Linked DNA regions of Mus musculus: regions 1, 2, 3 and 4 are each linked to region 5. Evidence: chromatin contacts called from public Hi-C and HiChIP or PLAC-seq data. All regions are on one chromosome and are shown on one strand. Each heading gives the region's core, a stretch centred on a gene start, on an enhancer-like site or on the middle of the called end of the contact. The rest is flanking DNA. Distances are from core to core; before and after follow the strand shown. Region 1 has its middle 59 kb from the start of Gm30446. Region 2 overlaps Gm30446 (a long non-coding RNA gene). Region 3 overlaps Prox1os (prospero homeobox 1, opposite strand). Region 4 has its middle 60 kb from the start of Gm39736. Region 5 overlaps Rps6kc1 (ribosomal protein S6 kinase polypeptide 1).

Evidence for each region. Hi-C and Micro-C count contacts between places; a contact is called where the count stands out from the background. HiChIP or PLAC-seq counts read pairs in DNA pulled down with a chosen protein or histone mark.
Region 1: a Hi-C map of liver shows a contact between it and region 5, with 4 times the contacts expected there. The contact joins two enhancer-like sites. A contact is called at or near these places in 3 of 484 Hi-C or Micro-C datasets (embryonic stem cells and liver), 1 of 115 datasets of contacts at active chromatin or transcription factors (embryonic basal ganglia) and 1 of 9 other capture datasets (embryonic stem cells).
Region 2: an H3K27ac HiChIP or PLAC-seq map of VIP interneurons shows a contact between it and region 5, with 5 times the contacts expected there. The contact joins two enhancer-like sites. A contact is called at or near these places in 3 of 115 datasets of contacts at active chromatin or transcription factors (VIP interneurons, embryonic basal ganglia and stem cell-derived neural progenitor cells).
Region 3: a Hi-C map of liver shows a contact between it and region 5, with 3 times the contacts expected there. The contact joins two enhancer-like sites. A contact is called at or near these places in 3 of 484 Hi-C or Micro-C datasets (embryonic stem cells and liver), 1 of 115 datasets of contacts at active chromatin or transcription factors (embryonic basal ganglia) and 1 of 9 other capture datasets (embryonic stem cells).
Region 4: a contact with region 5 is called in a Hi-C map of liver, with 2.5 times the contacts expected there. The contact joins two enhancer-like sites. A contact is called at or near these places in 1 of 15 datasets of contacts at CTCF or cohesin (pro-B cells), 8 of 484 Hi-C or Micro-C datasets (the AML12 cell line, cerebral cortex, cortical neurons and 4 more), 2 of 115 datasets of contacts at active chromatin or transcription factors (differentiating embryonic stem cells and embryonic basal ganglia) and 1 of 9 other capture datasets (embryonic stem cells).

What each region holds. Positions count from the first base shown.
Region 1 is chr1:190,105,427-190,110,365 of GRCm38.p6, reverse strand. No RefSeq gene overlaps it. Among named protein-coding and RNA genes, the nearest start is that of Gm30446, 59 kb to the right of the region's middle. Within about 2 kb of position 2,580, at least 9 of the 459 cell types and tissues checked have an H3K27ac peak or open chromatin away from gene starts, as enhancers often do. A contact at or near this core is called in liver, where this site is marked.
Region 2 is chr1:190,074,979-190,079,743 of GRCm38.p6, reverse strand. Gm30446 (a long non-coding RNA gene) reads right to left here. Exons shown (of 6, transcript XR_865859.2): 3 at 4,080-4,242; 4 at 3,155-3,230. Among named protein-coding and RNA genes, the nearest start is that of Gm30446, 29 kb to the right of the region's middle. Within about 2 kb of position 2,918, at least 14 of the 459 cell types and tissues checked have an H3K27ac peak or open chromatin away from gene starts, as enhancers often do. A contact at or near this core is called in VIP interneurons, where this site is marked.
Region 3 is chr1:190,203,028-190,207,789 of GRCm38.p6, reverse strand. All of the region lies in intron 1 of Prox1os (prospero homeobox 1, opposite strand), which reads right to left. Among named protein-coding and RNA genes, the nearest start is that of Prox1, 35 kb to the right of the region's middle. Within about 2 kb of position 3,214, at least 6 of the 459 cell types and tissues checked have an H3K27ac peak or open chromatin away from gene starts, as enhancers often do. A contact at or near this core is called in liver, where this site is marked.
Region 4 is chr1:189,983,047-189,988,131 of GRCm38.p6, reverse strand. No RefSeq gene overlaps it. Among named protein-coding and RNA genes, the nearest start is that of Gm39736, 60 kb to the left of the region's middle. Within about 2 kb of position 2,396, at least 2 of the 459 cell types and tissues checked have an H3K27ac peak or open chromatin away from gene starts, as enhancers often do. A contact at or near this core is called in liver, where this site is marked.
Region 5 is chr1:190,793,802-190,798,417 of GRCm38.p6, reverse strand. All of the region lies in intron 12 of Rps6kc1 (ribosomal protein S6 kinase polypeptide 1), which reads left to right. Among named protein-coding and RNA genes, the nearest start is that of Gm51740, 24 kb to the left of the region's middle. Within about 2 kb of position 1,482, at least 19 of the 459 cell types and tissues checked have an H3K27ac peak or open chromatin away from gene starts, as enhancers often do. A contact at or near this core is called in VIP interneurons and liver, where this site is marked.

The DNA.
Region 1 (4,939 bases), core at 1,331-3,830, 690 kb after region 5:
ACAGACCAGCCTTTTCAGCAGGTCGACACCAGGCACAACACCAGGCAGCTGTAGTTCAGTTCTGAAGGAACAGTTAGACTCTCACCAATGGCCTCAGGTGAGACCACTGAAGCAGCAAGCTGCCACAGGAACCTCACAGGCAGTTCTTCGGCAAGTTCTCTCAAAGGCAGTGTTATTGCAAGTTGAGCTCAGCAACATGAACCAGTGTAAGGCGAACCAATACATGTGTGTCGTTAGTAAACAGTATCGAGGAGGAGCAAACCAAGCCAATGCTCTGTGCTCATCTCCCACTGTCTGTGGGGTCATAGTTATACTTCATCAAGTGTCTGCTTTAGCAAGACATCCTTTCACCTATGCGCTCCTTACAAAACATCATTTGGCATAACCGACTTTCCAGAGAAACCAGGAGTTTCCACTTCACTCTGTCCTCTAATTTGGACTCGAGAAGTGAAAGAAATCCCACAGTCTTGAAACCCACGTGAGTCAACAGTAGTAAAAAGACCTGTGGGGAGACTTTCCCCTGTTGGCATTGATGAATAGTTTAAAAAGGATGCTGTGACAGCTTGGCAGGAAATGGACGAAATGTCTCTACCCAACTGTTCTACAGAAAGCAGGCTGAGCTAGAAACAGTGCTTACAGAAGAGCTCCATGCACATCAGATGCATGAGACTCATGTTGGTCGGTGCTTCATCTAGCTCTCAATCACCTGCACAGATTTGCACGTGAGTAGTTAGGCATGGCAGACCTGTACCCTCAGTTCTGCTAAACTCTGACTTCTTTTCTCCCTATGGTTCAACCGAATCTATGGCTTCTTTTGGGATTTGTGTGTGCACACACTCTCTCTCTCTCTCTCTCTCTCTCTCTCTCTCTCTCTCTCTCTGTGTGTGTGTGTGTGTGTGTGTGTGTGTTGGGAGATGGCACAGTTATACATGAACTTATATGTAGAAGCCAGAAGACAGTCACAGTTGTCATCCTCAGAAATACCAACACTTCCTTTGAGACAGTGTCTCTCATTGGGTCATATCATCAGTTAAATGCTGGCCAGTGAGTGCCAGGGATCCCCCTGCCTCTGATTTCCCAATGAGATTATCAAAATCTGTAACAATATCTGGGGTTCTTGGGATCAAACTTGGGTCCTCTTACCAAGTATCTCTCCCTAGCTTCTGACCTGAGACTTTCAGGTCCCACTTGGGTCCTTGTTCCCTCCCTGTGGTAAGGAACATCACATTCCCTGGTAATGTGAACCCAGAACCCCTTTCTCCCACCACGCTGTGGCTGATGCCCCTGGCACTTGGTTTATGTATCCATCAGGGGACTTAATTAATGTAAATGTTATGTTTATGAGTTGTGTTTAGCATTTTGCCAGCAAGCAAATATGCCACGTCCTTGCATATACAGTGGTAAAATCACAGAGGCATAGGTAGACATGAGCTACTTGCTGAGAGGAGCAGAGTTCCTACCTAGGATGGAGCCATTTGTCAGTGTGTGCAGTGTGCTGTCTGCATTAACCAGTCCACGTCAGAGGTCTGCAGTTCCACTCTCAGGGGGAAGGCACCCACATGGTACCTGTGCTATGGACTGTAAGCTTAGACCTGCAGCGGAAGCCTAGCCACTGATTCTAGTCTTCCTGAGTCATTGTTTGTCCCTTCATAAAATACCATTTAGTCCTTGAGCTGAGGAATGAGTAAAATGTGCAGTGGGATGTACCTGAGGTAGGCTGTGCTCAAAAGATAGTTGAAGGAAAGGAAGTCAGAGAGGGAAGTCACTGCTCACAGTGAGGAACAGAAGGCATGCTGACCCCAGCTCTAGTCATGTGCCTCGGTGCCACCCTTATGGCCTTTTTTCTTTTCTGTCCTCAATTTAACAGCCCAAAGGTGCCTCCGTGGAGGTCCTGGTCAGGACACAGGCAGCGGACACAGAATGAGTATGTACCCTATCCTCCCACAGTACGAGTGTGCAGGTATGTCAGAATGGAAGGGACCATCACACATGTGCATACATGTGTACATACTCACACATATGCATGTACACACACAAACATAATACATATCTACAGGTTCATATACACATACCTAGAGACACAAACATACACATTCATATACACATATATGAATATACATATACACATTAACACACGAGCATTAATACACACACACATATATGTGTATATATATAGAGAGAGACACAGACACACTTATATACATATTCATACACACTGACACATATATACATCTACACACAAAGATACACATACATTCACACATTTACATATACACAGTTACACATAAACATACTTATATACACACATACATACATATACACACAGACACATATGTGCTTACACATACATATGCACATTCAAATACACATACACATGTATACATATATACACATACATATGCTTGTACACACACATACACATATGTACACATACACACACACTCTGCTGCTTTTAGGTTTTTGGTTTGGCCTGTAGAATAATGGATTTCAAGCATAGATAAGGGAGACATGTTATACATGAGGGGAGTTTACTTAGACTAGACCAGAGTTCAAGGGTAAGTGATCAGAAAAGAAACAAACTTACAAAATAGATGGCGCAATGTGTGGGGGTGTAGTTCTGTAGTTGAACACTTACTTTTCATGGACAAGACTGGGCCCTATCCCCAGAACAGGAAAACAAGATAGATAGATAGATAGATAGATAGATAGATAGATAGATAGATAGATACACACACACATATACACTATATATACATATATATAAATATATACACACATATATACATATATGTGTGTATATATATGTATGTGTATATATATATATATATATATATATATATATATATGATAATACATAAATTTTCCTCGAATTTCGGTAGATAGCCAAACAGCAGACCAGGCAATGATGAAGTAGCAGAAGGCAGTGTGCAGTTAGACTGTCCTATGAGCTTAACAAAACTAAGTGCTTCCCCATCTGAGACTCCATGACTGGAAGACAGGAAATCTGGCCGCCCACACTCCCCACCTTCCCTGACCTCTCACCCCAAAGCCTCAGGAAAGGGAAATCGATGAGGCCCCAAAGAGCGGAGCAGGAGCCCAGAGCTGGGGCTGGAATTTGACCCACACGGACTGTTTGCTGATCCACTCAGTGCGCTCGTCCTTATCTCGCGAGAAGAGAGGAGCTCGGGCTAAAGCAGAACCCACTTCATTCAATGAAAACTTGCCCGCCACGTTTGTCCTGACCTCGCACCCAGCCTCACTGAGAACATGGAACTCCGAAGACACTTTCTAAAGCGTCAACAGATGGAAAGTCAAGCTTTACCCCCCCAGTATCTTCCATTTCCCTCTGTGGCTCTGTGGCCTCTACCCCTCCCCACCTTCTGCAAATATTGACTGAGTTCAAGGGCAGTGGTCTAATGTCTAACTTCAGAGTCAGCACGCACTGAAATACTTAAGATGGTGCAATCCCTGCTAATGAAGAACACACTGAACCCAAGGTCATTTACAGGCAATTCCTGTCCCCTGACCCACTTGATATTTGTTTTATCAAGTCAGGGGCTATTCTTGTCATCATTGTTAATCTTCCTCTCAGCAGATCTGTGCTGGCCGAGGGCATGCACTTGAGGTATGTTAGAAGAATGGAGGGCTGTATTGTGGGAAAGAATTTTTGCTAATTCTGTCTGCCTACAGTTTCCTCAGCCCTGTTCATATGATCTTAACTCACTAAGCAAAACTGGAAGCGTCTGGAAAGTGTGCTGACCTGGGTCCAGGAAGTAGATTTGGGGTTTGAGAGCACAAGACAACAGTATTGTCTGTTGACCAGGGCTCCTCTTTCTCTTGGGAGCAACCTGACACATTCATGGAGTAAAATCTTGATGGAATATTTTTTGCCTACATGTATTCCATGGCTGTGTGGCTCATTCAGCTCATGGAGGCTCGTTTTTTGGCCTCCGTGTGATATAGTTCTTGTCTGCAGGATTCCTGGGAGACCTACCATCTCTGATAGCTTGAGCTGGGAGTCAAAATGAGGTGGCACTGTTGACCCATCCATGGACTTTGTAGTGAGTAGCCATGGATCAAACTCCAGCCTCCTTGAACCACTGTAACTTTGTATGTGGAAATAGTCATAGCAATGTTCTTCTTGCAAGATTGTTAGGGAGATTAAACATGGCATTGTATCTGAAAGCATTCGGCACACTGCCTGCTGCTTCAAATGGGATTAATACCTTTTAACCTCCTTCCTTCCGCTCAGCCACTCCAGCTGCTGGCATATCCACTTTCTCGGCTGCATACATTTGACACAGTGGAACCAAGCCAGTCACACTGGAGGGGGTGTCATCCCCATAAGGATGAGCCTCGGAAAGCCTCAGCAGTACCCAGAACAGCAGCACTGAACCCTAGAGCCCACACACTGGAAAGAATAGAAATTTACAAACCAATCTGAGGTCATGTAGCACTTCTGAGAGAGAGAGAGAGAGAGAGAGAGAGAGAGAGAGAGAGAGAGAGAGAGAGAGAAGAGGAGGGAGGAGGGGGAGAGGGAGAGACATGGAGGGAAGGAGGGAGAGAGAGACATGGAGGGAGGGAGAGAGGGAGGGAGGAAGAGGGAGAGAGGGAGAAAGAGGGAGGCTCAAACAGGAGAAAGATAAGAGGGGCCAAAAATCAAGAAATCTCTGTGAAGAGACCTTGTTTGATGAGGCGTTTTTAAAAATCTGATAATCATAGCAACCACTATAAACTTCTTCTGAATATAAATTTATAACCAAGTTTTCCAACAGACAAGCAGACCTGAATAGGTTAACAAAGGAGAGGAGAGGGCTGAAGAGATGGCTCAGTGGTTAAGAGCACCAACTGCTCTTCCAGAGGTCCTGAGTTCAACTCCCAGCAACCACATGTAATGGCTCATGACCATCTGTAGTGGGATATGATGCCCTCTTCTGGT
Region 2 (4,765 bases), core at 1,669-4,168, 720 kb after region 5:
TTCCCGCCTATCCTCTACTCCCCTACCCTCATCCTCCTATCTTCTACCCCTCTACTCCCAAACAGGGCAGTGCTAATGTCTGAGCAGTGAAGCCAATGGTACAAGGAGCAGACATGGAAAGAGGGGCCATGAAAGAAGGAGGCATGGATTCACATCTGGGGAATATATCTGTGGGAATGTTTCAATAGCAAAACCCAGGGGTAGACAGTACTTAAGTGCACACCCCATTTGCAGTATTCTCTATCAATGCATGGTCACTTCGGGGGCCGGAAAGTTGTTTAGAAGGATCCCACAGGTAGACCTCATGAAAGATGTGTATAGACTACCATGATAAAGAAAGCTTCAGAGGAACAGGGAGAAATAATGAAGTCTTAACTAAGATGAGTATGTATCTACTGGGGTGTCCCCCTCTTTCAACTTCATGTTTCCTTCCTCTACACTGGGAGTGAGCATGCCCCAAGTCTAGTTGCTATTGTCCCAGCTGCAGTCATTAAGAGCTAATAAATGCTGGTTCTAAAATTAGAAAGTCCCTCTCATCCTTTACAGAGGATCTAACACTGTTATCGTTGGCCAGGGGATGCTGGCGTGAACCAGAGCTGTATGGTCAATGATATTCCCTGCTGAAAGCCATACCAGAGTTGATTGCCTCTAGAGACCAGTAAGTTATTCCCATTCTCAGACTTCATTTTCAAAATATTTATTTACTTAGCTGATGACTAAATCAACCGCAAGAGTATGTGGGCTCCTCCGATGATGAGAATAATCGAGGCCTTTTATGAGCACCAGCCACGGCCTGTCACTCAACACGAGAAATTGTTGTAGTTGTTGGTGACAATGGAGACATGGAGGTGACTTTGACAAGTATTAACAATGTGACTATGGACATATCATTGTAACAAATATGACTCATTTATTAAAAGCACTGTTTTTCTACATTTTAAAATACCATCACCAAGAATGAATAGCTTAAATGTAACTATGAAGACCCTAAGCCAACCCCGGCTGGTGGTTGCTCTATAGCATGGCTCTATAGCATAGCAGTGCATGGCCTCTGTGCACTAAAACATGTTAGTGCAGGGGCCAGTGAGATGGCTCAGCAGCTAAAGCACCACCTCAAACCCTGACAATTTCAGCTTGAACCCTGGGACCCACAAGAGAACCAACTCCTGCCCGCTGTCCTCTGCCCTCCATACACTTGCACAACACACACGGACACATGGACACAAAATAAGTAATCAGAAGTGTGAAGACAAATCAGGGCATAGAAGAGCTGAGGAGCTGTTCCAGATGAAATGAGACGAAAGCCGTGACAGCTAAACGAAGGAGTGACCCCAAGGCTGCTCCTGGGCCAAGGGAAGAAACAGGCAGAGGGGGCCCCTGGGAAAATGGTGCCATTTGAATATGTATGCTATAATAATTGGGCATTAGCGTTTCATTTACTGTTTTTAATATTTACTGTGGTCATGAAATAGATCGCCTGTGTCCCTAGAAAATAAACTACCAGGGTTTATTTTGTCTTCATTTGTTGTTTGTTTGTGAGTATGGGCTTGTGTGTGCTATCTAAAGACACCTTGTTTTGGGTGTTGGGGAGATGGCTGAGCACGTAAGAGAACTTAGTTTACAAGCATGAGAACCTGAGTCCAAATTGCCAACACCCATGTAAACAACTGAGTGTGGTTGTGCATACCACAGTAGGTGGGGGAGACGAGAGGAGCACTGTAGCTTGCTAGCCACCAACCTCGCTCTGGGTTCACTGAGAGACTTTGTCTTACGGGAACAAAGTAATAGAGCAGGACGTCCAACATCCTCCTCTGGCCTCCAGGAGCGCATTTGCATGCATACTCATGTACAGATACCACACACAGACACAATATACATCACACATACCACATACTTCACACATACGTACCATGTATACCACATACACCACACATATACGCCGCAGACATACATCACATATATGCCGCAGTCTCCACTCCGGCGGAGACAGGAACGACACGGACGCCAAGGCGGGCTCACGCAGCAGCTTCTTTACTTGTGGCTTTTTCTCCTACAGCTCTCTTCCCCAGCAGCTTCTTCTTCTCCCTTCTTGCAGCAAGGGCAACAACTACAACAACCTTCCTATACTCGGGCCGACTGACCTCATCACGCTCCACACCACCTCATCCAATCAGAAATCACACACGCTCCAGGCGCGAGCTCAGGTCGGTCACCGATAGGCTGACAGATCTGGATCACGAGGAACAGTCCAGCCTGGCGGGCAGCCCACGCCTGCAGCCTCACTGTGCATGCTCAGGCAAGGCAGTAAACAAGTGGGGTTCATGGGGCCTGGCAATGGGCCAGAGCGCCATCTTGGCCCATGTAGCCGCAGCCGCTTCCCGCACATATATATGCTACAGACATTACACATGTGTACCACATATATCGTACAAGTATATTACATATACCACATACACACACTATATGCATCATGTATGCACATACACCACTCAGGTACAATACACACATACCACACAGGTACAACATACACTATATATGGATACCCCAAACATAGAACATACTTAAAACATGTAGGTCCAACACACACACACACACACACCATGCGCACCATTGTAAGTAAGACATTCTCCAACTTTCTTTTCTATGTCTTTTCTTCTATGTCTTTTCTTGGGCAGAACAGATCAGTATCCTGGACCAATTTCTGTGTCACCACATACACCTCTGTCTCATTCTTTGTAACACCCGGGGCTTCTGAACAGGGCTCACAATGTTCATTTTGATGGATCCCTGGCAAGTGAGCAATGGGAATTGCCTCCATTCCATTCAGCAAATCACATTGCTCTCCACAGACTCTGCTGGCCAGGAGGAAAGGGTGCTCTTTTCTCCTTACACAACGACAGCCTAGAGGCAGCCCTATTAACAGCTCGTCAACGCGCCAGGGTAAAACGCGATCCAGCTTACTCATGTGAGCCATCCTACCATCAGAACAGCCTGTGCTGTTACCACAAGCAACCTACAACTTGCGTAGTCCCTCTGTGTGGTTCTCTGTATTCCCAGCAAAGTATTCCACACGGAAGCTTCCCACACTCACGTCAGTCTCCTCAGAGCTGACAAATTAACCTCACTACGGTTTTGTACCTCTTTGTGCTCCTACCATGTGCAGGAAGTGGCTTGCTTCCGTACCCTCGAACCAACGCCGGAGGAGATCAATCTTCTAAATATTTGCCAATCTGATAAGTAAAAAATTTTATCTCACAGTTTGATAGATCATTTGTAGCAAACCAAATATTTTTAACGTTCTGTTCTCCAAACCAAAACATTTTCAAATGACTACTGAGTCTGTGTTCTTCACAAATCTACCTGCAGCACTGATTCCATCCGTGCGTGCTCAGAAGGCAACAGTATCTACCCCACCACAGCACATCAGCTCAATCTTGTCTCCTGTGGGAAACGGGAGGCAGAGGGAAGGAAATACAATGCCTGGCAAGCATCGGGAGGCATAAGGTTTCAGCGCAGGTTTGATGGCATCTGATTTTTTTTATCACAAGTCACAGCTGAAATCCCACTAGCTACTAGCTCAGCTTAGTTAGACATCACAGCCCCCTTTGCAAATAAGAACACTTTCATTCAGTCATTTTGCTGTTGGCCACACAAGCAGGAGGTGTAAATGCCAGAGAAAATACCAAGGCTCACGTGCTTGGCCTCTCTCTCTCCCTCCCTCTCTCTCTCTCTCTCTCTCTCTCTCTCTCTCTCTCTCTCTCTCTCTCTCTCTCGTCTATCTTTTGTTTCTTTCGAGACAGGGTTTCTCTGTGTAGCCCTGGCTGTCCTGGAACTCACTCTGTAGACCAGGCTGGCCTCGAACTCAGAAATCCACCTGCCTCTGCCTCCCAAGTGCTGGGATTAAAGATGTGCACCACCACTGCCTGGTGGCCTTTTCTCTTTAACTAGGTGTTTGTGTGAGTTCAAACCCTCCAAGATGCCAAGAGGAGACTTCAGGCTCAAGAATTTTATTAACACAAAGACTTGTAGTTAAAAACCAGAGAAGGAACCAGGAAGACTGGCAGAGGCACAAAGCTCACCTTAGGGAAGGAGAGTGGGGGAGGCTGGATACTTGAAATTGCCATGGAACCCAGGTTCAATCCAGCTCTGTGGAATTCTCAAAGCCGGGCCAGCCATTAGGAAAGTGTGGTGCCTCCTGGAGTCCTTAAGTCTTTCCACTCTCAGTCACTAACTGGGAGAAGCCTGGGGGGAAAATGGCCTTGGTGTGAATGTGTCCATGGACTTAGGGGCACAGCAGCTGGGGCCTTCACTTCCCCTCCTTGGGCTTAGAGAACCTCTGGCCTCCTTGCCATGATCACTGTCACACAGAATCAAGGAGGCACTCTGGAGCTAAGAAAGGTTATCAACTCAGAGAATCCAGGGCCTTGTGCATGCGTTTGAGCTCCTAGCTTCTGTGTAACGATTTACCTGAATACCAGACCAGAAAAGATGGCCGATGCCTGCATAAACTTCTAAGACTCGAGAGAAAATATTGAAGATTCTAAAACAGGAAGACACTCAGTATTCTGTGTATAGGAACCAGAACTTGAGGGGTCAGGGACACTTAGCAGCTGTAGTGTTTGCTATGCTAGCACAAGGGCCTGAGTTTGAGTCCCTAGAACCCATGTGAAAATCAGGTGTGGCGACAAGACCTAACCCTCATGTTGAGGAGGGATGTAGAGGCAGGCAGAACCCAGGAGCTCAGTGGCAAGAGAGCCAAGCAGAA
Region 3 (4,762 bases), core at 1,965-4,464, 590 kb after region 5:
CAGGAGACAGGCATCCTCCAAGCTACTTTGCAGGGGTGACATGAGGGGTGACATGAGGGTACAGAAAGCCTTTGAAACGGGAGAGAAGAATCTCTGAAATTCAAGAAACAAATGTGACACCTCCGAGCAAAACGTGACCTCTGGATTATGCGATCTGATCACGAGTCTTGTCCCCCAGTTCACCTGAGAACATTCTATCTGCTACCTTGCTTTGAAAATGTGGGCCGGTCTTCTGACGAGTTAGCACCACTGTGCCCTTTGCAGATAAAGACTTGTAGACCAGGTGGCGGCTGTGCCCGCTGTATCCCCTCTGGCATTGGTAGATCTGAACTCTCTCTCTCCAGGCCTACAGAAGCTGAAAATGCTGTTACTTTGCCCAGTGATCTCTTGCCGCCCAGCTTCCCCTGCTCACACAGATCTGGAGGTACCCATGTCATCTGACCCCAACCCCATTCATGTGACATCTTTGTTCGCTGCTAAATTCACTTGAGAGGGAAAAAAATACCTCAACCAGGAAATGTATCTTGTACAGCTATTTCACCTCCCCTCACGTGGTGCTGGAATATCGCTTTAAAGAACATTCTTGCGGCCTTTCCAGTTCTTTCCCTTCAGTCCAGCCACGGGAGGAGCCGGTCCAAGGGGAAACTGCTCCCCAGCAGAGCCGTTCTTCAAAGGGGACTTCTTCAGGCAGGAAGAGGGAATGTCTGATATTGTGGCTGAATAAACAGACTCATCAAGCTCAGAGCCAGATTGGAAAGCTAGGCCCCTCTGAGCCCGGAGTCTGCCAGCCCTGCACCCCGTGTTGGTATTGCTACAGCTCTATCTGTGACATCCTTCTGTCCTCTCTTTTCTCTCCCACTGTGTCATCTTCTTCTCCAAATGCCTTAAAAGCTGAGTGTGGGGTTATTGCTTTCTCTACTATTTATTAGGCTCACCTAAAACAAGAGGCTTTGCACATCTCAGAGCCCATGATGTCACAGTGTGGATCACAAGGTCTTGCAGCATCTACTACCACAGCCCAAGGTCGTCAGTCTTCCTCCTTGTGTTTAAAGAGAGGACAGACACGTATATTGATGTATACCCAAGACCCACAATCTGAGGAGGCTGAGGCAGAAGGGTCTCCAAGAGTTCAAGGCCATCCTATGCTACTTGGTGAATTTCTAAACCAGCCTGTCATCTAGGTAGACTCTACCTATAAAGCTAAGCAGACCAAATAGTCGATTCATAAAACTCTGACAGCCCTGGGCAGGTCACTGCACTAGTAGAATCCTAAGCTCTACAGGGTTCCAAAGAGTTTGTTTTCAGAAACAGCAGACAGCAAAAACTACCATTCTACATGCTCAGAGAGACTATTGTCCCCTCTATCCCTTGAAACAACTATCTGTAGTAGAATTATTCAAAACCTTTATTATCACTAGCTTTTCCATTGACAAGTTGGTCATAAGCAAAATCCCAAGCCACAGGTCACAGCAGGGCTCGGGCTTGGAGACCGGAATTTGACTTTTCCGTACTGGAAAATTTGGGATTTTCTTTTACCATTAAATAAGCACCAAAAGACGCTGGGGCTACCCTGAAAACCTGGGTACGAAACCTTTGCCCTTGTCATGTGTGCATCTACCCATTGTGGATGCAAATGCTCCAAGGATTTCCCATCTCAAAAACTCAGTGCCACCGGAATTTATTTCCAAACATCTAAAAATTAAGTTTGTTCTAAATATCCCAATATTCATTTATTATACTTCCTTGTGGAAAATATGCCAAAAGACACACATCATTGGGAGGTTTAGAAAACTCTCCAGAGTTTGTTTCAAATGAGAGTTTATATCTTTAAGTTAATTCATTTCTTCTACAACTATCTGTTGGTAGATGTGTTATCCTGCTTCCTGGTTGGCCCCTTGCCCTGTTCTGGCAGAAATAAGAGCAAAGCAGAGAGTCGCATCCGTATTTGGTGAATATGGATGTCTGGGATCCAAAGCAGTTTTAATTTTCTCCCAATAGAGACCATTTAAGTAATCATTCAGTCACCCCCTACACACACACACACACACACACACACACACACTAACACACACACATATACACACACAAACAAACACACTAACACACACATACAAACACACTAACACACACACAACACAAACACACTAACACACACACACTAACACACACATATATACACACAAACAAACACACTAACACACACTCACACACACATACAAACACACTAACACACACACACAACACAAACACACTAACACACACATACACACTAACACACTGCCATCGATATTATTGATGTGTTCTTAAATACCAACTGGAACTGTGAATGGTTGTTCCTGGCTGTAATCACCTCAGGATGAACACTAAGGAAGGAGGGTTACTATGAATTCAGGGATAGCCTGGTCTAGAGTCAGACTGTCTCAAATAAAAGAAAGTAAAATAAAAATAGAAAATAACAGCCTACGTAGGCACCCTAAGTGATCAACATTATCTGAGTGTTTGCTCATAAGTATTGTAGAGAAATCACAAGGGCCATTTCATGTGTTTCCTGTCACTAACGCAGACTAAGAGTCAGATACACACAAATTAGTACGCATACTTTACCATTTTATAAAGTTATATTGTATCTATTCTTGGAGAAAGAATTTTAAAAATCATCCTTACTCAGCCACTCAGGTGCTAACTGACAAAATCCCAGATAGTTAGAAAATACCTCATCAGCAAGATATTTCATTTGTTTTCAACTGATTTCTGTATAGGTAGCAGCAACAATTTCTTGTCAAACAAAGAATAAAGATCAGAGACTATTCTTAACCAGTCAGATTCTTGTATGTACTCCGCACTACCCAGCATGGGTCAGGCTCTACTTGTGCAACCATGGATGCAAACATCCCTTAGACAAGGAGAAAGGGACCAGGCAGGCGGGAGGCACTGGGGTTAGTCACCTTTGGCTTGGCTTTATTTGTTCTACAGATAAAAAAAAAAAGAAAAAAGAAAAAAGAAACTTTGGACTTCTTTATCCAGCCAGTCACTTTGCATCACCAGTGAACTCCCTCAAAACTTTCTGTTCCCGTCAGACCCTTGAGAAAACAAAACGGGAAAAGATAAAACATGATTAAAATCTACTTTCTTTGGTCAACATCCTAGAGTTGAGCAACTTCTTGACATCTAAAAGGGACTGTCCTGGAGTCCGAATGAGAGTGAACTCTGTATTGATCGAATGTGTGGCTGGGCCAGTTACAACCAGAGAAAGAAAGCTGAGGTTGCAGACCCTGGCTCCCTGTCATTTCCTGACCCTCAGTGCCCTCGGGGCCTTGGCCACACTCTCCTTTTGAAGATGGTGACCTCTGTACATTTAGACCATTGCTTCTACCAACGATAGAACGTTAATTATGTTCATTTCCGAGTTGCATGTTTATTAACCTATTCTGAACATAGACAGCATAAGCACTTACATCATCTGAGTGCTACACCTTGATCCAGGCATGCGCTATTTCAAGTAAGCCAATAAACATGGGCACTATTGTATGACGATTAAAAAGAACCATTTTATATTAAAACTTAAAATGAAATTAAAACTATCACAAATGGACTGATATCATCTGTCTCCCAAAAAATAAATCACCTTACTTCTGGACCCATTACTTGAAAAACTCATTTATCTATCACTGTCCCAGTCAGTCACCACTTCCTCCTCAGGGAAACCTGTGTGCAAGGAGAGATCTGCTGCTGGTCCCTGGAGTATCTGTGAACAAGCATTGATCGCTGTATTCACATTTTAGGTGCAAGTATAAGTATGAGAAGAAAGCTTTATTTTGCTTTAATAATGAAATAATTCCAGATATTTGAACAACAAAGGGTTGCCTGGTGGTCATGGTCTCAGACCTCCTCATAGTCTGCAAACAGAAACATTTAGGGGAAACATTTAGTGGTTAGGGTGGATCATTGGCTTAATAGTTTCTATGAGGCTAATATAAGATTTGTACCCAAGGTTTATGTTTCTTTAAGAAGTCAGAAGGGAGGGAAGACACTGACAGCCACTATAGAGGAAGAACCAGAAGTCTTGTCAGACAGGCACTGTGACTCTAGAGGCCTGAACCAACCTCCAAGGTTGGCATGGAAATTCCAGGACTCTGTAACTTCATGTCGAGGGGTTAAATAATGACTTCCATAGTGCAAAAGAAAAAAAAGGATTTTTTTTTTTGCTCAAAAATAGCAAGTGCTTGCATACTCAAAGACTTAAATCTGTCATGAATATATGCAAATAACTGTCCTAGAGCATAAGATGAGCCATTATCTGATTTTCATCCTTGCAAATACAAAGTTGGGGATCTTTTATAACTATACGATTCCTTAGGCTTATGTATAAACCCAATTCATCACATCTTTTCAAAATAATGTACTCAACTTTGACCCACAAAACAAAGGAAAGTGGAGAGAAGGGTCAGGGGTCAAGAGGGAAGCTTCTTCAGAAGTATCTACATATCACTCACATATATGCATGTGTGCAGTTATGTGTATATGTGTGTCATATATGCATGTGTGCAGTTATGTGTATATGTGTCTCATATATGCATGTGTGCAGTTATGTGTATATGTGTGTCATATATGCATGTGTGCAGTTATGTGTATATGTGTGTCATATATGCATGTGTGCAGTTATGTGTATATGTGTGTCATACGTGCATGTGTGCAGTTACGTGTATATGTGTCTCATATATGCATGTGTGCAGTTATGTGTATATGTGTCTCATATATGCAT
Region 4 (5,085 bases), core at 1,147-3,646, 810 kb after region 5:
AACTTAGGTAGCAACTCTTTCCCCTCTTCCCTCCCTCTCCCTGTCTTCCAGCCCCCTTCTCTCCTCATCTGTTACTTGGGGAACCCACAAGACCTCCTTTTCTATCCTGCTATCCTACCTCCAACACACACACACACACACACACACACACACACTCACACACACACACACACACTCCTCACATTGTCTCTGGGACTCGAGCATTATGTCCAGAGCTTGCAGTCTCTTACCAATCCTGTGCACGTTCCTAGCCCTGGACTCCAGTCCAAACCAGAGTCCACAGTCCTGCGTTTCCCCCACCAGAGGAAGCCAGATAGTACTAATCTATTATATGTCCTTCCACGAACTTAACTCTGCAGGCTGCTTCTGTAAAACAAAACATCACATTCTTCTCTGATTTGCCAGGGATTGTTAATACACAAGTGTTTGTTGCACAGAAACATTTTTATCAAGTAGGTGAGCGTTGAATGGTACATCGTTCTTTCTCTAACAGATGTCAACAACCTCCTTAAAACCCATGCATTAAAAACCAGCATTCACTGATTCACTCATTCATTCATTCATTCATCCGGTGCAGAATGCTACTCAGTGTCTTACATTGCCCTTGTCACTACAGATGGGCTGTAACTAACTAAGGCTCTTGTTCCAGGCAGTACCAGATGCCTTAATGCAAATTCAAACACGACCATGAAAAGAGGAAATCAGACCCCATAGAGCATAATTATCTTTTTTTCCATAATGTCTGCTTTTACTGATATTTCTTTATAAACATGCTCAGTTTTCCAAAATTTTATAAAATTACATATCTACGAAGGAAATGTTCTTCACATACAAACAAACAATAGTTGGCTGCTTCAATTCGTGTGGAATTGTGTGCTCTCAACCCATTTATGTGTCCATGCATGTGCAGATATCCATATACATGTCTTTGTGCACGTGTGGAAGCCAGAGGTCAACTTCATCTTGTTTTTTTAAGGCAAGGTATCGAGATCTTTCATGGGCTTGGAACTCACCCATTAGGCTAGGTTATCTAGCCAGGGATCCAGGAATCCTCCTGTCTCTGCCTCCTTGGCCCTGAGATGACAAGCATTTGAAAGTCAAGCCCAGCTTTTTTGTTGTCTGTTTCATGAGGATTCTGAGGGCAGAACACACATCTTCATACTTGCATGGTGGTACTTCATGGCTCAGCCATCTCTCCAGCCATCTTATGACATTTTCCAAATAATTCCACCGGACCATTGAATACTAGAAGATCTTAGCTAATAACATCTTTTGATTTATTTTAAAGTGTTCCCATCCCTGTTAAAGTCTGGAAATTCTAGTAATTGAGCTAGAGAGAGTTGGACACAAGGCACCACCAGGTAAAAAGAATACCAGGACCACTCCAGTCACCTCATGGGAAGTAGAAAAGCAAGGCCAAACTGAGAGAGTGGAATCCACAAGGGGAAGTTTGGGTAATTGTTTTTTTTTCATAACATGTGAAGCCTGGGATAGTCTCAGCATATCTGTAGCGCATGTGGTTAGTGGGCAAATGTTACTATCTGTGGGGACTTGCTCAAGAGGAACTACTAGGAGCCTATAACCTCCATGTGTCAAGTCCAAGGAGACTGCCAACCCTGTAGTCTGTCCAGCTTACTACTTCCAACTAAGGGATCAGCAATAATCTCATATTTAAGGAGTGCTTTTTAATCTTTGTCTGTGTTGATGCATGCATATGTGTGCATGGACTTATATATTTTTTTATAACTGTGCGTGTGTGGAAGTCAGAGAGCAGCTCAAGTGTCTATGCCCACCCCTGCTTTGCTTGGGACAGGGTCTCTTTGTTTGCAACTGCGTACAGCAGGCTAGCTGGCTCTGGAGCTTCTGGGAATTTTCCTGGCTCCATGTCCCATCTTGACACAGGAACTCTGGGATTGCAGACACCCAACACCAAGGTCGAGTGAATGTGGGCGGTGGGGATTTGAACTCAGGTCCTCATGCTTGAGCAGCAAGTGCTTTACTCCTGAGCTGTCTTTTTGGTCAAGGAGTGTCACCCCTTCCCTACCTGCTCGGATTAAAGGAGTGCACCCCTAGGTCCAGCTTGTTTCCGAAATCCTCTTGGTGATTGCAAAAGAGATAAATAAAGTGAAACTGCCCAGAGGCCCGCCCCTGGTGGCTGCAGTTTGTGTTTGAGCTATCCTTTCCTTTGCAGATTTCATCTCCTCCGGGAGCCACAGACGCCCTCTCAGAACATCAGGCTGTTTTCTTTAGGGAATTTTACACGCATTTAAATTACATAGTCATTCGTGACAGTGCCGTCCATTCAGATAAGAAGAGGAGGCTACTCTAACACTTCAGACTGCCTCACTATCCAACGTCTGCAAAGCAGAACAAGGACTTTAACTCTATGCCAAAAAAAAAAAAAAAATCAATAGTGGACAGCAGGATTGTGGCACATTTTAAGCTGGTCAAAAACAAGAGAGGCTGGGGATGGCACAGTGATTAAAAGTGCTTGCTGCTCTTCCAGAGGACAAAGTTTGGTCCTGAGCACCCATGTGGGAAGTTCACAAGTGCCTATAACTACAGCTTCAGGGGATCTAGTGCCCTCTCCAGACCCTGAAAGGCACCCAAACACATGTACCACATACACAGGCATACACACACACACACACACACACACACACACACACACAGGTGGGGAGACAGAGGAAGACAGAGAGAGAGGAGAAATAGATTAAAAAATTAGAATGGTGGTGTTCTTGTGCAGTCTTACAGGTCTGAGCACCCTTCCCTGATGACTGAAGAGTATCAATCCTTTATCTCCAGGCACAGGTGATATTCCTGGGTAAGAACAAAGCAGTTTATCATTATTAGCAAAGTAGCCTATTCATTATTTGTCTATAATTTGCTTTTCCCGGGCAGTTCTGAGTTCCTCTAAGGAGCAGTGGAAGTCACTGGAATTTGCTCAGTAGAGCCCACAGTGGCTGCCTGTGAATGGGAAGGTCCAGATGTCATCAATCCTTGCCTTTGCCATCAGACTTTATTTTAATCCAAAGGAAAACCAGGCTCCGGATTTCTATGGTTTTTGGCTTTTTCAGCAAGAGATGTTGTGCCTTTCCCAAGCTGCTGAGGCTTCCTTTCCTGGAGGAACACAGCATAGGCTTTCACACTAGAAGAGAGAGGAGGAGGTTAAAACAACACCTTGAGGCCTCCTTTGATCTGCTCCCACTGTAGACTCAAATCTCAGCCTCTACCTTAAATGAAGGAATTAGAAGAGAAAGCCTAACCCAGGATATGTGCCCCATAGGACACAGGGTCTTGGTTTCTTTTCTGCTGCTCTGAAAAAAGAAAAAGAAGAGAGAGGGGGAGGGAGAGAGAGAGAGAGAGAGAGAGAGAGAGAGAGAGAGAGAGAGAGAGAGGAAGAGAAGAAGAAGAAGAAGAAGAAGAAGAAGAAGAAGAAGAAGAAGAAGAAGAAGAAGAAGAAGAAGAAGAAGAAGAAAAAGAGGAGGAGGAGGAGGAGGAGGAGGAGGAGGAGGAGGAGGAGGAGGAAGAGGAATAGAAGGAAGGAAGGAAGGAAGGAAGGAAGGAAGGAAGGGAGGGAGGGAGAGAGAGAGAGAGAGAGAGAGAGAGAGAGAGAGAGAGAGAGAGAAAGAAATAAAGAAAAGCAACTTTTGGCTTACAGTTGGAAAGAACTACAGTCCATTAAGATAGACAGGCACCAGGCTGGGAAGGCACAGTGGCAGGAGCAGGTGGCTAGCTTATCACATTTGTCACCCTGCATCTGCACCTAGGAAGCAGCGAGCAACAAATGACTGTGCTTAGCTCGATTTCTCTTTTATATACATATATATATATATATATGTGTGTGTGTGTGTGTGTGTGTGTGTGTGTGTGTGTGTGTGTATACATATATATATGTATATGTATACACAAATACATAGATTCATAGATATATAGGTAGATAGATGATCGAGAGATACATACATTAATAAATACAAAGGTAGATAAATGATAGATATATACATACATACATACATACATATGTAGATAGATGATAGACAGATATATAGATACATACATACATAGACACATAGACACATAGGTAGATAGATAGATATACATAAATACATAGGTAGATAGATGATAGATAGATAGATAGATAGATAGATAGATAGATAGATAGATAGACAGACAGATAGATGTGAAGATAGGTAGACAGGTAGATCAGGATCCCCATGCAGGGAATGTGTCTGCACAGTCAGGATGTGCCTTCCCATTGAGAAAATCCCTCTCATAGACATAGTCTATATCTCATGATCTACACTGAGGAATACCTCAGTCTAGACCAGTGGTTCTCAACCTGTCAGTCATAACTGCTTTGGGGATTGAATGACCCTTTCATAGTGGTCACCTAAGTGAGACCATAAGAAAACTCAGATACTTACATTACAATTTATCACAGTAGCCTAATTACAGTTATGAAGTAGTAACAAAAATGCTTTTGTGGTTGGGGGTCACCACAGCGTGAGGAACGGTATTAAAGGGTCGCAGCATTAGGAAGTTTGAGAGCCACTCGTTTAGATGACCCCTCACAGGGACACTCAGAATCTACTGCAGAGGCCCTTCTTGAACTCACCAGGTTGGCAATGAGATTTACGGCTACGTACATGCTTTCAAAACCAGTGAATGCTATCATGGACATAACATATACACTGGGAACATCTCCCTGCAGGCTGAGCTTATATGACAAAATCAAAACTCCTCAGGGTTGATTCGTCCTGTGTCAGACAAGGCAAGAAGGAGATAGGCCAGGACCTAGTTTCTTCTTTTGCTCATAGCGTCCACTCAGTGGAATTTGTTCAAAGACTCAATGTTCACAGTGCATGTCCACTGTGTGACACTCACTGAGAGCTCCGTGTACATTAGTGTCTGTGTGTGTGTGTGTGTGTGTGTGTGTGTGTGTGTGTGTGTGCTGTCATCAAATACTTACCAAGAAGCAATGCAAGAGAGAGAGGGCTGATTCTGGTCTGCTGTGTAGGAAAGTGTGAGGCAAGAGAAGCTCAGGCCTGGGAGCAGCAGAACCAATGTGACGCTGCCTGCTCACAC
Region 5 (4,616 bases), core at 233-2,732:
GGAAGGCCTTGTGTCCCCTGAGCCTCTCCACATGGGTGGACTTGAAATTTTATTAAGATATGGGTCTGCTTTTTGTTTTTAACATCACAGATGTATGTCTGTGGCCGTCCAGGCCTCTGTTGGCATCCATAGTTAAGCATATCCGTTGAGTTTGTGTTGCCCTCTTGTCAGTGCAGATGGGGTGCTGTTTACCCCACAGCTTGCCCAGTTTTTCTGAGCACTAAGTCTCAGAAAGGCGCAGAGTTCACTCATCCCTCGCCCACTGGCTGCCAGGGGTCTCAGGCCGAGGGAGTGGGTGGGCTCCACTGGGTCACTGGGTGCCCACATGGGCTTTCGTTGGTGCTGGCTCACTGCTGTGCTGCTCACCTTGCTTAGCTCGGCTCCACAGGAAACGATGATAATTAGGAATAAAAGGCTTTATTGTTTTTAGGGAACCTTACCTTGGTGAGAGTTGCTGGGCTGAGGAAAGGCAGGTTTTCAACCCAATGCAAATTCCCCAACTTTCCCCCAAACAAGCACTTGTGAACCGATGCTGTTATGTAGTTAATGAATAACGGAAACGTTGTAGTGAGACTGTTTGCTCTTGTGTTCACTGGTGCCACTTTCTAACGTGGTTAAGAACTCACATGTTAGGTTCCAGCTAGCATGGCTATATTTGCTAATTACAGTGAATTTGGAGGTTTTAGAGTCCACCTTAGACCTGGGAGGAGAGCCTGTGAGTAAAGTGTGTTCTGTCCTGAAGTGGGGCCCAGTGTGCCACGGAGATTAGAGCTGAGTGTCGTGCGTGCATGCTTCTCTCCGAAGCAGTGGCTGTGGGGCTGTTTGCCATCTGAGCACTCACAGGCCGGTTCTCCTTTAGCATATGAGCCTTTTGACATGATGGAATAAAACTATCCCACACAAACCCTCAGTTTCACTCACTGAGTTTATCAGTTTCCAAGTGTACTGTTCCAGGTTAACAATTAATTCCAAGTAACAGTTTTCCATGTTCACCAGTTTCCAAGTCCAGGCTCCAGGAATGCCATTCCTCACATTTGACCAGCAGGTGGCAGTATACCATTAATGGATTCTTCGATTTCTGCAGTCCCCTTCCAGGTTGTCCTTCATAGTGTTTGGGGGAAAAAAAATCCAGCCAAACTGTAGTCTAAAGAGAGGCTTTGTTGTGATTGTTTGTATGAAAGAATTGCACCTTCCAGCTGCTTAACTGCTCTGTGCATGAGCCACGGGGGTTGTTCCTCCAACCCTTGGGCAGATCAACTTTAGCGACAAGGAGAAACCCAGAAAAGTAGATGCCTCCTTCTTGTTAACAGGACCTCAAACCTATAGAGGCAGAGCCTGCACCTCGGAATCCTAGAGGGGTTGGAGCCTCAAGCTGCAGCACATCCCTAAAAACCAAAAGGCTCTCCTGTGAGTAGGTAGTCTCCCTTGTCAGTGGCCGAGAGCAGTGGCAATGGGCCAGCATTCCAGTGCACAGTGACCACAGCAGAAGGTAAAGAGAGTCCCTGGCAGCAATTTCTCTCTCCCACATTCGGCCCTCCCCCTAACTCTGACCTGAGTCCCGCTGAGATAGTCACTAAAGCCAAAGCTCTGCTGCCTGGTTAGAAAGGAAAGTCCAGAGGGTGCTGAGGGGAGCTCTGCCCTCTGTTTATCCAGTGTGGCCTGCCCCTGCCCTCCTCCCTCCCGGGATCCTTATCAGCTGTTTGTTCAAAAACCATCACCCACCTGCCTGTACTTTATACTATCACCGCATCCTTTTATCTTGTGGATGATGTGCCTTGATATTTTGAGAAAAATTTCCAGTAACAGATTCGATTTACATGGACAGAAACTTGAGCAAACGCCAGACTAGCAGGGGGGCTATTATTCTGTTCTATAAATAAGTTTAGACCAGAAAACACTCACAGAAACCTGGGAATCAACATGTTTGGGTCTAATTGAGGGGAAAAGCAAGATAGATAAATTTTGAAATGCAAATGATCACCTTCTGTTGTTTAAGAATTGCTTCTGCCAACTTTGTGATCTTGGATTTAAAGCCACAGACCTCCAGCCATGTCTACGAAGGCTCACAAGTTCCTGCAAAAAAAACTAAGAACTTGAAAAAAAAAATCGCCTTTTATGTTAAAGCAAAGAGATCCAGCGATACAAAGACAAAACCCATGGAGCTCTGTCTGTCTGTGCCTGTGAAAAAGCCGGCCCTTAAATGGCTACAGCTGCGGCTCTATCAAGAGGATCTTGAGAATACGAATTTACAGAGCAGACTTAGCCCTCTTCTCAAAGTTGGACTTTTCGGGTTCGTTTCGTATCTTTGGATTATCTAGCAAGGTTTTTATTAAATAAACCTCACTCATGGCAAACGGCTTCCTTTCATACTGCATACAAACAGAATGGCGGGGAGAAAGAGGAAAGCAGGGCCGCAGTGGGCCAGGTAGGCAGAGGGTATGCAGCACTGAGTAGGTCTGCAGCACTGTCCTCTCTCGGGCACACCCTCAGGAGCTCCTGGATGCACTAGGACAGGTAGTGATCAGAAGCCAGGGTGCCGCTCACTTTTCTCTTGAGCACATGCTCGTGGTAATTTGAATTTTATTTCCAATGCTATAGAAACCAGAGCTTCACCAAGTTTTTGACCCAAGGATTTGAAATATTTCTCCACTTAGTAGCATAGAATAAATTTTGCTACAACATTTTTAGTGTTATAGAAAAATAAAATACAATGTCAGGGACTGTAGTTAATGTTTTCATAGCAGTATCTTTTACCATCAAAGGCAGCTAGAAATAAAACTTATACTCTTAACCATGTGACATACAAAGACTGATTGAAAATTCAGTGTACAGGCTAGCTCAGGCGAACAGAATCGGATCCAGCTTGGTTATCAAGCTAATGCCCTCACCCACACGCCTGTTTCCTGTGTCTCTGACACTGTGACTTTCAACCCCATTATGAACCCTTAATTTTAAAAACTTGAAATTTACATTGGTCTTTCTCACTGACTAGTTATCAGCCTGGAGTTTTATAGGTGAGTGTGCATGAATTGAAGAGGACCGACACACTTTCCTCTGCAGCCGCATCTCCACGCTCCCAGATGTCAAATGACAGCTTTGCTTCCTCTGTTAGGCGATTTCACACTTGAAAACAGCTCACAGCTGACAGTGAAAAGTGAAACAGCATTCAGTCTGCAGAATTCAGGGTAGAGCAGGACACTCAATGCCTCCGTCCTGTGCTCCCCAGAGAGTCCCCAGACCGACTAGTCACGCATAATTCATGAATATATTTTGGGGGAGTAGTCTCTCCTGCCCTTCTCCATCACACCCTTCCCCTCCGTTTCTTTCTTAGTAAGTGTGGTACTCAGTAGTGTACTTCAGTGCTTTATATTAGAGCTAGGATTCAACCCAGGGGTGGATTAATATGTGTTGAGACCATCAGACACTTCTTAATTTAGAGATTTCGATGTCATTGAGAATTGCTAGGCCCTTATGGTTTGTCCCAGACATGGCGTTGATGCTTGTGTTGATCTTGGACAAATTATTTAAGATTTTTCAGGCCTCCTTTTCATAGTAGTAAGTAGATTGTTGAATAGAAATAAGATCACCTATGTCAATCATACAACACATTTCTTATACAAAAATTGGTCAGAACTGAAGTTCATCAAGCACAGAATTCCACCGAAGAGTTGAGTTCAAGGAATTATTTTACTTGGAAGACTCTTAAAGTATATTTTCATACATTTGTAGAGTTTTTATAAAAACTATAAAGTATGGGCATGAGGGATTTATTGAAAAAATTCATTTAGAGGAGGAAGCAAGACACTTTAGAATACACCAAAAATTCCCAACAGGAATAATAAGGATGAAAGAAGCGAGGTTTATTTAAATATGAGCATTTAAGAGTTGTAGAGTGATTTCAGCAAACAGGAACAAAATAAATAAAGCTGTGTATTTAGAAATTATGAGGACATAGTCAGGAAATGGGACTGTGGTCTTAGGGCAGGCTTTTCCTCTTCTGGAGAAAGTAATGGAAGGCACGGCTGAGTTTAAAGCTAATTTGAGAAGGGTTGCATTTGTGACTTGCTAGAATTTGCCCTTGAGCAAAATGATCAGTAGGTCCCTGGTACATAGGCGTTTTTTTCTGGACTGATCAGCAAGTGTCTTTCATCTTTTGCCTCCAGTTTTTGCTGCAAAGCCAATCTGTTTCTTTCAAGGGGAGTAAACTGTCCAGTTTCCAGAAAAGAGCCGGGGTTTCACACTTGCACTCCACTACCTGCCGAAGCGAAAAGGGTGTCAAGTCTTCAGAAGTCTTTCCTGTCAGGCAGGGAAGCCTGTCTGCCACCCAGGAGAGGGAAGAATGGATGTGGAAGGGCTTGAGGGTCTCCTGCCCTGGGGTCAGAAGGACCTGGGAGCCTCACACGTACCCTAACTTGGCCTGACACCTTAACCAAGCTGAATGTTTTGAGGTCACATTTCTCGTACTGGCCACAGAGTGGGAACAGAGAGTGAGATGGTGGGCACTGAATAACTTAGCTCCTGCCATTTAGTATCTTAGAGCTGTATATGTCCGGGCCCCGTAAGAGAAGAAACTCGTCAGCTCCTAGAAGTAAAGCACGTGCAAGGATGGTCAGTAG